2 separate regions of the Pan troglodytes genome follow, and region 1 is linked to region 2. A link is a contact called in public Hi-C data. All regions are on one chromosome and are shown on one strand. Each heading gives the region's core, a stretch centred on a gene start, on an enhancer-like site or on the middle of the called end of the contact. The rest is flanking DNA. Distances are from core to core; before and after follow the strand shown. Region 1 overlaps AGAP1 (ArfGAP with GTPase domain, ankyrin repeat and PH domain 1). Region 2 overlaps AGAP1 (ArfGAP with GTPase domain, ankyrin repeat and PH domain 1).

Region 1 (5,541 bases), core at 1,831-4,330, 160 kb before region 2:
GCATCCTCCCGCTCCGGCTGCACAGCTCGGCGGTTCCGCAGCCTCCGCCACTCCCTGGGCTCCGGGACGCGCGGACAGCTGCACCGGCTGCGGCCGAAGGGTGGCGGGCGGCGGGCGGCGGTTTAAAATGGAAACGCGCGCCGGGGCGGGGCGGGCGACGGGGGCCGACGTGCAGGGACCGCGGGCCGCGCGCCCAGCCGGGCTGGCCGAGTCCCGGGAGCGCGGCGGCGGCGGCGGCGAGCGCGGCGGCGTGCAGGCCCAAGCGCCGGGATGGATCGGCGCAGCGCGGACCGGAGCCTCCGAGGGGCCTAGCCCAGCACCAGCCTGCACCCTAAAACCACGCACACTCTGGGGCTTGGCCTGCAAGAACAAAACGAGGGGCATGTCTCACCTGCTGCGCGTTTATATGAGGCATCTTTCCTAACCATGCAGCCTCGAAGATGCAACTCATGTGACTTGTTTAAAAAACAGTCTTTGGTACCTGTTACCGCCAACCTCACCTAGGAACAAGTGGGCTTCCAGGAAGACGAGAACAAAGAGATGTGACTGTGAGGGTGCTGTGTACACCAATGCCATCCCAATGAAGGGCCACAGTCTGTCTCCTAACATAATTCTGTCTTTATTGTTTTCATTTTCAATTATCAATAACCTCACCCCAGATAAACCTCCATGGCTACGATACTGCCTCTGCGCAAAACTTCTAAAATAATCTTGTAGGGTTATTTTACCAATGTGTGGGGAAAGATTCCTTACAGGTAAGCACTTGCTCCCCATGACAACAGACAGGAGAATACTGCGGTTAAGAGCAAGAAGACAGACGTGCCTGCCCGCAAGCCAGGCTTATTCACTGACAAACCACTTGCTTTTCCACCTGTAAAACAGGGGTGCCGATAAAAGCTCCTAAACTTTGAGCATTCCTGTGAAGATTAAATTGGTTAAAATCCTATGTGCCAGGCATTCTGTGTACATGCTAAATATTCACCATTAATAATGAAAACTGAACTTCTCTTCCATCAAATCCCCCATTTCCTACCTGGTGGGCTGATAGATACTGGTCTAGGATGTTATCGGAGGCCACAATATTTAGACATAGGTGATCAACTTATCAGTTCCTCAAGCTGTCTTAAACACAGATGTATTGTTTCAGAGTTTCCTTGATGAAAAGTTTCAGAAGGAAAAATACAATGTCCCCTAATCACACCACATGCTTACACGACCTTCTCCAGGCCTAGAAATGCCACAGCTTGCTACAGGCTGTTTCTGGGCAAGGTGCTGGTGGCCAGGCCAGGTGGAAGCATAACTTTGGGATTTGCTATTTGCAGGCAGGGATTGTCAGGTGCCAGCTTTCCCTACTTTAATCTTATTGTGGGGGTACCTATTGTGTTCACGACACTGGAAGTGGCATAAAACTGAATTGGGCAAGCTCTCTTTTGAAGGAAGTTATAGAAGTTATAGCCTAGGAAATCTAGATTTTATGACAGCATTAAATTTAATATTCAGATTTAATGAAATAAGTCAGAGTGACTGCTAGGTGATTCACTTTATTTATCTTGAAAGGATACTTTAAAATACACCTGAGCACCCTCTGTGGCCTCAACCTTAACATGATTTTCACCATCACAGGGTCACACCTCAGCCTACCTGCTACTCAAACTCTAAGGGCTCTGGATGTGGTACCTCTGATTACATCCTCATTGTAAGGAGGGGTCTCCAAGACAGAATCATTTTACCTTTTGAGTTTCAATAAAGAAGCCTTTTTTTTTTTTTTTTTTTTTTTTTGAGACAGAGGCTCACTCGCTCTTGCCCAGTCCGGAGCTCAATGGCACGATCTTGGCTCCTGCAACCTCCACCTCCTGGGTTCAAGTGATTCTCCTGTCTCAGCCTCCTGAGTAGCTGGGATTACAGGTGCGCGCCACCAGTCCCAGCTAATTTTTGTATTTTTAGTAGAGATGGGGTTTCACCATGTTGGTCATGCTGGTCTCGAACTCCTGACCTCATGATCCGCCCACCTCAGCCTCCCAGAGTGCTGGGATTACAGGCGTGAGCCACCACGCCAGGCTAAAGAAGCCCTCTTTGATAAGAACCAAGAACCCCCAACTTCTAGAGTAGCAGCCAGGCGGGATTCATCTGTCAGAATGGTTCAGAATGACAGCCTAGCGCCCATCTGGTTAGGGAGATGCAGAGGCTCGGAGACAGAGGGCACTTCCCCAGGGCTACACAGCTCCTCAGTAAGGGTGAAATCTGGGGTTTGGGGGTCACACTGCCTGTGCTCATTTTTTTTTTTTTTTTTGTCTTAGTAAGCATCAGCATTCTGCTTTGTTGATAACAAAGACCAAAGTAAACATGTGAATATTACTGAACTCCACACAAATCAAATGTAAATGTTACCTTGACATTTCCAGGTAGCATTTTTAGCAAACTTTCACAGACTTACTCGGTTTTCTATTGGTTCATTTATTCATCGAATATATATTGAGTACCTACTGCAATGCTACACAGTGACAACGCAGGGGTTCTGTCCTCAAAGAATTGACCCAACTCCCGAAAAATGCTAAGGCTACGTGATTTTACCACAGAAAGACAGCGAGGGAGAGAAAAGCTTCGCGATAATCCCAGAGACAGCTACAGGGCCATCCCGCCTCTTTAATGATGAACACCACTAAAATTTGGCAAAGTCTAAAATTTTATCACTGCAGCTGTACAGACTTAAAGGTCACCCAGGTCTGTAAGCTGAGAAACAAACAGCAACGTGGAAAGATAGAGATCTCTGCTACTGTCAAGGGTGGGACCAGAACCCTGGGCTCCTAACTTAGCCAGGTGTGGGAGGGGGAGGTCAATTCTCACTGTTTGAGACCATGGCAATGTTCACATACTGAGATGAACTTTAATATGAAAGTAGTTTGTCCATAATTAAGGTATGTAAATCTATCTGGCTTGTTATCTGAAGCATTCATAGAGCCCAAAGTAAAAAATAAGGTAGTATTCCTTCAGGGCTAAAATACTGGACTGTTTGTGTCTCCCAAATACTGTACCTTTGTCGAGAATCCATCCCAGGTTTTGCACTTTGCCATACGAGATGCAGGCTGCGGAGTAGAAGAATCCATTCCATCCACCTTAGATGACACTGACTCTTCCAGGGAACCTCTTCCAGCCATAGCCAGTGTGTTTGTGATCTTTCAGCATTTCCACCTCAGAAGGAAGCACTTATTTTCCACACCAGTCATAATGATGCCATGTCAAGTGCAACTGTGGGTGCTGAAAAACCTGGTCACAGAGAATTGCCTTTCCCCACTGCCTTAGAGAGATGGGCTCTCCCGATGCAAAGAAGACACATGCTCCCGACATGTCACTCCAAAATCTAAATCCCCTTCTACAAAGCCACACCAGCCTTTTTTGAAGAGAAAAAAAAAAATCACAATACTATATATGTTCAGGTGGCATTATGCTTTATTTTCCTGTGGCTTTTTAAACACTAGACTGCCATTTCTTGAATTTTTTCATGCCATGGAGCATATCACCAATTTTTTTTTTTTAAAGCATGTAGTTGATTTCACTGCTACCTCAAAACCAAACAGCAGCCGGGTAATGCCTCCGTGCTGCAGGGACTAATGCTGCCCGAGAGAGGAAGACTGCAGAGGAGAGTTCAGGAAAGGTGCCAGCCCTAGCTATCCCCCATTCATCACCCTCAGCAGCTGGCTTCGCTCCCTTAGTTCCAAGTTTATGAGATGCTTTGGCCACCGTCTCACGACTCCTCTGTCCCGGGTCATTTCTAGCTACCTATAAATCAAACATTCTCCTTGAGAATAGTATTTCCAAGTGTTGCTAGAGCTGATAAGCCTTATTTAAAGGAAACTTCTGGTAGCCAGTCAGCAGAGCCATCTGCTACACAGGCTGGCTTTCCAAATAACAGAACCTGACAGCCAGTAATCACGTTTGCAGTATCTTAGCAGAACCGCGTCTGCTGATGGTAGAAACTGGCCAACCACTGGTACTGCCCAGGCCTGAGCATGCCCACCCCGGGAGTCCACCAAGAGCCCCTCCGTGGGTACATCAAAGGCTATTTTCTGGTAGCCAGCTGACTGACAGATACATGTAAGAAGAAGCAATTACCAAGATAGTAACGTCTTATTAATACTTTTATATTTTTAGCATGAGACTCAAATTCTCATCTGAGAATGTCATGGTAGAATGGTTTCTAAGCTAAGATTTGCCATGATGCTCAGCTTCTAGGAACTGAAAATTCTGCACGCATCCCTTTGCCTGGGACACTCCAGCTGAACTCACTGGGGACCCTATTTCTCTCGTTTTAAAAGCTGAAGGTTAAACGTGGAACTGTAAAAGAGATGAGAACTTGACCCTTATCTGCTAGTCGAGGAAGGACAAGTATGGTCTGTCTGTAGGGCAGGAACATTGATCCAGCAGGAAAAAAGACCCCAGAAGGTCCTCTGAGCACCTGCATCCTTCCTGTGTTTTTCCTTAAGGACCAACGATAGCAATTCCTGCCAACAGAACACTGGCGATGTCTATTGTGTATGAACACACCACCACACAGACAGGCTAGAGTGCAGTGGCAAGATCATAGCTCACTACAGCCTTGAACTCCTGGGCTCAAGTGATCCTCCTGCCTCCTGAATAGCTGGGACCACAGGCACATGTCACCACCCCTGGCTAATTTTTAAATTTTTTTGTAGAGAGGAGGGTCTTGCCATGTTGCCCAGGCTGGTCTCGAACGCCTCACCTCAGATGATTCTCCCATCTTGGCCTCCTAAAGTGCTGGGATTACCGGCGTGAGCCACCATGCTTGGCTAATGTTTTTTTCATTTATGGTAAAGATGGGGGTCTCACTATATTGAACAGGTGGGTCTCCCTTGTTACGCCTGCACCTGGCTAAGGGTTGAGGTGGCATCACTCACACATACTTTATCCTCTGAGAATGGGAACTGCCACATCACAGAACAAGAGGCTTTAGTTCTACCCAAGCATGAGGAACACGGGAGATTCAGGCCCAGACTCCTTTCCTCCATGCAGCCATAGGAAGCATCGGACCCCACACTGAGACTTCATTTCCACTTAAACAGGCCAGTGAGAAGCAAGCTTGGTTTTAAAACAAGCCAGCAAGTGTCCATTGTGAGTAGATTCTTATTCCCAAACAAAAGGAAAATATTAGATATTTCTTGGTAGTTTTTCTTGTCAGGCAAGGTGTCAGGCAAAGGTGACTTAAGATATTAAATCAGGCCGAGTGTGGTGGCTCATGCTTGTAATCCCAGCACTTTGGGAGGCCAAGGCGGGTGGATCACCTGAGGTCAGGAGTTTGAGACCAGCCTGGCCAACATGGTGAAATCTTTTTTATATTTATAAAAATACAAAAAAAATTAGCTGGGCGTGGTGGTGTGCACCTGTAATCCCAGCTACCTGGGAGGCTGAGGTAGGGAAATCGCTTGAACCCAGGAGGCAGAGGTTGCAGGGAGCTGAGATCATGCCACTGCACTCTAGCCTGGGCAACAATAGTGAAACTCCATCTCAAAAAAAAAAACAAAAAAA
Region 2 (5,355 bases), core at 2,731-5,230:
TGCCCACTAACATCTCCATTATTAAAATGTCACAGAATTTGTGTGGCTTAAATGTAAGCTGTATTTTCAGCTAGCCAGGATTAAAGGTGCTGCAGATTTCCTAAACGCAGGTGAATTTTCAAAGGCATGCCGTTTGGAAATCCTCCCTCCTCCCGGACTTCGGAACCTGTAATCGCAGGCAGTCAGCTTGCCTCCGTGCCTCCTCCTCATGTAATCAAAACCGTCAGTCAGCATCCCAGCCGCCACCAACTCTCAGCAAGGGAATAAAAGTGAACCAACAGCTGTTATTTTCTTTATAACCTTGATGAGTAAAAAACCGAGTGTGAATGTGAGTTTCAAATCACAAACCGAGATCTGCAGAGAGAATTCCCCAAGTACTTCTGCAGACTTATGGGCTGATTTCTGAAGTTTCCTTTTCTACTTTATTAAAACATCAAAACTGTAGGTGGCATTACTTGGTACACACCTGAAGGAATATAATTGTTCTACCATAAAGACACACGCAGTTAGTTGTGTGTTCACTGTGGCACTATTCACAATAGCAAAGACATGGACTCAACCAAAATGCCCATCAATGGTGGGCTGAATAAAGAAAATGTGGTACATATACACTGTGGAGTACTATGCAGCCATAATAAAAAGAATGAGATCATGTCCTGTGCAGCAAAATGGATGGAGCTGGAGGCCAATATCATAAGCGAACCAGCGGAGGAACAGAAAACCAAATATCTCATGTTCTCACTTGAGCTCAACATTGACACAAAGAATGGAACAACGGCCACCAAGGCCTGCTTGAGGGTGGAGGGTGGGAGGGAAAGGACTGAAAAACTACCTATCAGGTACTGTACTTACTATGCGTTGTAATAATCTGTACACCAGACCCCCATGACACCCAACTTACCTATATAACACACCTGCATGTGTACCCCTGAAACTAAAAGTTTTTTAAAATATAAAAATAAAGACCCATAGGTGGCTGGTGTCCATGGGTCCCGAGTTCGAATCCTGACTCTGCCACCTTCAGGAGTGGGCGGATTCAGGCAAGGCTTTAAACTCTCCAGGCTGCAGGCTCCTGACGTGACAAATGAGGGTCCTACCACCTCTGTCTGGCAGTGACCAGGATAACAAAATGACACAAAGGGCACCCAGCCCTGAACACGGCATCCTGCAGAGACAAACACTCAAGCGGCAGGTGCTATTACGGATTTTATTCAGTGAGGGGAAGGGAAGAAACCAGGAGGATGGTTCAGGAAATGTTCCATAGAAATTTCTGGAATCTGGAGCAGGAGCAGCTGTCAGAGATGCCTGCAGGCAACGGTGTCACTTACAAGGCAAAACCGCACCGGCTGCTGCTGCAGAGCTGTGCCCCAGTCCAGCGGGACGCCCCCGACTCCTCCACCAGCGCTCCCCCGCCATCACCATCCAGACTCTTGCTAACTTCTCACTTATCCTCCTCACTGTTTACATCTTCTCATCCTAAACACGGATTCATAACTAATGTCTGAATAAAACCACAGGGGACAGGGTGACAGAGACAAAAACTCCTTAGTCAGTTGGCACGCAGGACACTCGGCAACTGTCCATCTATCGATGACAAGACAGATTCTGGGCAGCTGCTCCATTCAGGGCTGTGCAGGTACTGATGCTCAGCATTAAAGAGACGACGCACGACTACAGAGCAGTCACCCAGAGAAACGGCAGGAGGTCCTAAGTCAGGGTCGCCCCGGCGCGAGGTAACCAGCTGCCCATGGGCTCCAGGGAGAAAGACTCAGCAAGCGGCCACTCCAGCTCCCTCCAAGCTCAAGTCCTGTGAGAGACAATAATGTACACAAGACTGGAAGAAAAAGTCACCAAAACAAACCTTGCCCATACCCTGTGGGCAGACGGCTGAGGTGTCTATGCCACCTGCTCTGCCGTTCACTTCCTGAGGCCCCTGCCCTCATTCTCTCCCAGCTTTGCAAACCGTCAACACAGGAAAGAGGATGAACATGGATGTGAGTGAGGAAAACAAGAGTGTGTGCTTAGCTTTCGTGTGTGGCTTTGCATCTCACTGGCCCTGCCCATATAGACCCGGCTTCCGGTGGCTCCTAACCAAGAATGTTCCCAGTGGCATCCTATTTTCAAAACAAGAAACTCTTGGACAAATAAATTCAAGTTTCTATGTAAAATTCTGAATTTTATGTCCAGAAAACCCCCCAAAAGACAATATCATAGTCATCACAGTTCAATTTTTTTTTTTTTTTGAGACAAGATCTCACTCTGGCACCCAGGGTGGAGTGCAGTGATGCAATCATAGCTCACTGCAGCCTGCAACTCCTTGGCTCAAGCGATCCTCCTGCCTCAGCCACTCAAGTAGCTAGGACTAAAGGCACTTGCCACTGTGCCTAGGCTGGTCTCAAACTCCTGGCCTCAAGCAATCCTCCCACTTCGGCCTCCCAAAGCGCTGAGATTACAAGCATTAGCCACCGCACCTGGCTTCAAATTTTTTAAAATATTGAAACCCGAATTAAATAAATAAATAAATAAAATAGGGCCGGGCACAGTGGCTCACGCCTGTAATCCTTGCACTTTGGGAGGCCGAAGTGGGTAGATCACCTGAGATCAGGAGTTTGAGACCAGCCTGGCCAACCTGGTGAAACCCCGTCTCTACTAAAAATACAAAAATTTAGCCGGGCATGGCGGCAGATACCTGTAATCCCAGCTACTCCGGAGGCTGAGGCAGGAGAATCACTCGAACCCAGGAGGCAGGGAGTGCAGTGAGCTGAGATTGTACCACTGCACTTCAGCCTGGGTGACAGAACAAGACTCTGACTCAAAGAAAAAAAAAAATTAAAAAATAAAATAAAAATTAAAAAAACCCTCAGTATCTGGATCTAACAAGAGTTATGTAACAAGAGCCAAGGTAACAGTAACCATGGAAAAATGGGCCTTCTAAACACACGTTTCTGGAAACGCTGACTGCAATGAGCTCCCTCCCTTAAAACAGTCCTGATGCTGTTCCCACAGCCCAGACCCCCGGTCACCAGCATCTCCATCTCGCGTGGTAACAGCTGGGTATCAAAGCACTCCCGGCCAGGCGCAGTGGCTCACACCTGTAATCCCAGCACTTTGGGAGGCCAAGGTTGGCAAATCACCTGAGGTCAGGAGTTCGAGACCGGCCTGGCCAACGTGGTGAAACCCTATCTCTACTAAAAACATAAAAATTAGTTGGGTGTGGTGGTGCATGCCTGTAGTCCCAGCTACTCAGGAGGCTGAGGCAGGCGAATCGCTTGAACCTGGGAGGCAAAGGCTGCAGTGAGCTGAGATCACACCACTGCACTCCAGCCTGGGCGACAGAGCGAGATTCCGTCTTAAAAAAAAAAAAAAAAGAAAGAAAAGAATTTTAAAAAAAGCACTCCCCTCTCCAAGCAGGATCCATAATCAGTAGTAGACCGTCCAACAAAAGGTCTCCCAGCCTGCTCTCGGGGGCTGTCAAGGATCACTTATCATTCGGCCGCCTACCCCGCTCTTCCCAGGCTGAAGAGACTCTGTTCTGGATGCTCCAATCCTAGTACCCACTAGCCTGGAAAGCCCTCCTGACTGCTACCTGGCTTCCAGGATCTCTCCCTGGACTCCGCCCCATCTCCCAGGCCCCTCCCACACAGCCTTGTGTGGCTGTGATCTCTACCTGTATCAGTGGCTCCTGGGGGAGATCTGAAGGGCCCTGAGTGTCCCACATATCTGCCTGTTCTCCCAGCTTCAAAAACTGCACTCTGCCCAGTGCAGGGGCTTGATAAAATCTTGTCTATTGATTCTCACATTAGCCACTTCCCCTACTAAACAAAGTGAGTATAAACTTGGTCCTCCCACCACCATCCCTCAAAATAAATATTTGCCATTGCAAAGCCACCAGAGAAATCCACACACGCACACACTGCCCTCACTCAATCCATGGCCCCGCGTGTCCTTCCTGGCTCTGGCCTTGTTTAGCACTGGCCTTTGTGGAGGGGGATGGGCAGCTCCCAGGACACAGCGCTGGAACAAAGAAAATTACTCCTTGAGTTGGCAACACTTAGCTTTTTTTCTTCTTTTGTGTCTTCAGCATAATTGCTACAAACAACAAAAACTGAATAATGCTAATACGTAACTATGAAGGCCATAACACAGTTTAGGCCAAACATACAGAGTGAATTCCCTTTCAAAGACCAACACAGATCCAGCGGGTTATCTAAAACCCAGCACAGAGATGGATTGAGGCTGCTTGGGGCTCAGCCAGAAAGAGTCCCCCAGTTGACAACTGACTTCTGCCAGGAGCCAAGGAGAGCCAAAGGGGCCCCTGTTCCAGTCCCAGAGGAACTGCGCCCTCTTCCTGGTGAGGGATTTCGCTCACACAGCTCCATGCACACAGCCGTCATTATTCAACTAACAAGGAATTAATAGCCTGCAGACAATCCAAAAGTTTAAAAACCTAATCTCTAAGTGCTGGAAATGCATTAGCCATGCAAACATTTGTTTATGAACAAACAACTGAAAGAATGAAAATCAGCAAAAGGAGACAAACGGCCATCCTGAGTGTCATAAAATGAACCTTGAAAGCACTGAAAGGTTTCCCAGGTAGGGGCTGCTGGGCTGAAGGAGCGGCTTCACGAGCAGCTACGTCCAACCCACAGAGAGAAAGACACAGCCCAGCACACACCCGACAGAAATGAGGCCATATGGGCACCAAAAGGCAAGTGAGAATCTGCACAGTGGTGCTATTCATGACAGCCCCAAAACAGGCAGCCACTCAAACACTGACAGCCCCCGAAACAGGCAGCCACTCAAACACTGACAGCCCCCGAAACAGGCAGCCACTCACACACTGACAGCCCCCGAAACAGGCAGCCACTCAAACACTGACAGCCCCCGAAACAGGCAGCCACTCACACACTGACAGCCCCCGAAACAGGCAGCCACTCACACACTGACAGCCCCCGAAACAGGCAGCCAGTCACACACTGACAGCCCCCGAAACAGGCAGCCACTCAAACACTGACAGCCCCCGAAACAGGCAGCCACTCAAACACTGACAGCCCCCAAAACAGGCAACCACTCAAGCACATATCACAGGCAGAAGAGACCAATAAATGGGGGCTACAATTTCTAACGACCCTCACGACAGATGAGTCTGTGCTGGCCACTGAACTGGATGCTGGTCCCACATGTGATCAGTTTGTGAAAACTTTCTCCTTTATGACTCGGGCACCTTTCTCTATGTTATGTGTCAAAAAAAAAAGAGTTCGAGGCTGGGCGCAGTGGCTCAAGCCTGTAATCCTAAGACTTAGGGAGGCCAAGGCAACACAGCGAGACCCCATCTCTACAAAAAAAATAAAAAAA

What was found. Hi-C and Micro-C count contacts between places; a contact is called where the count stands out from the background.
Region 1: a Hi-C map of stem cell-derived neural progenitor cells shows a contact between it and region 2, with 2.1 times the contacts expected there. The contact joins two enhancer-like sites. A contact is called at or near these places in 1 of 7 Hi-C or Micro-C datasets (stem cell-derived neural progenitor cells) and 1 of 1 datasets of contacts at active chromatin or transcription factors (stem cell-derived excitatory neurons).

What each region holds. Positions count from the first base shown.
Region 1 is chr13:137,840,395-137,845,935 of NHGRI_mPanTro3-v2.0_pri, reverse strand. All of the region lies in intron 1 of AGAP1 (ArfGAP with GTPase domain, ankyrin repeat and PH domain 1), which reads right to left. Among named protein-coding and RNA genes, the nearest start is that of AGAP1, 180 kb to the right of the region's middle. Within about 2 kb of position 3,080, at least 6 of the 24 cell types and tissues checked have an H3K27ac peak or open chromatin away from gene starts, as enhancers often do. A contact at or near this core is called in stem cell-derived neural progenitor cells, where this site is marked.
Region 2 is chr13:137,676,831-137,682,185 of NHGRI_mPanTro3-v2.0_pri, reverse strand. The region is part of intron 1 of AGAP1 (ArfGAP with GTPase domain, ankyrin repeat and PH domain 1); the gene reads right to left. It overlaps LOC134808022 (a long non-coding RNA gene), which reads right to left. Exons shown (of 2, transcript XR_010149942.1): 1 at 3,668-5,355; 2 at 1-1,807. Among named protein-coding and RNA genes, the nearest start is that of AGAP1, 12 kb to the right of the region's middle. Within about 2 kb of position 3,980, at least 8 of the 24 cell types and tissues checked have an H3K27ac peak or open chromatin away from gene starts, as enhancers often do. A contact at or near this core is called in stem cell-derived neural progenitor cells, where this site is marked.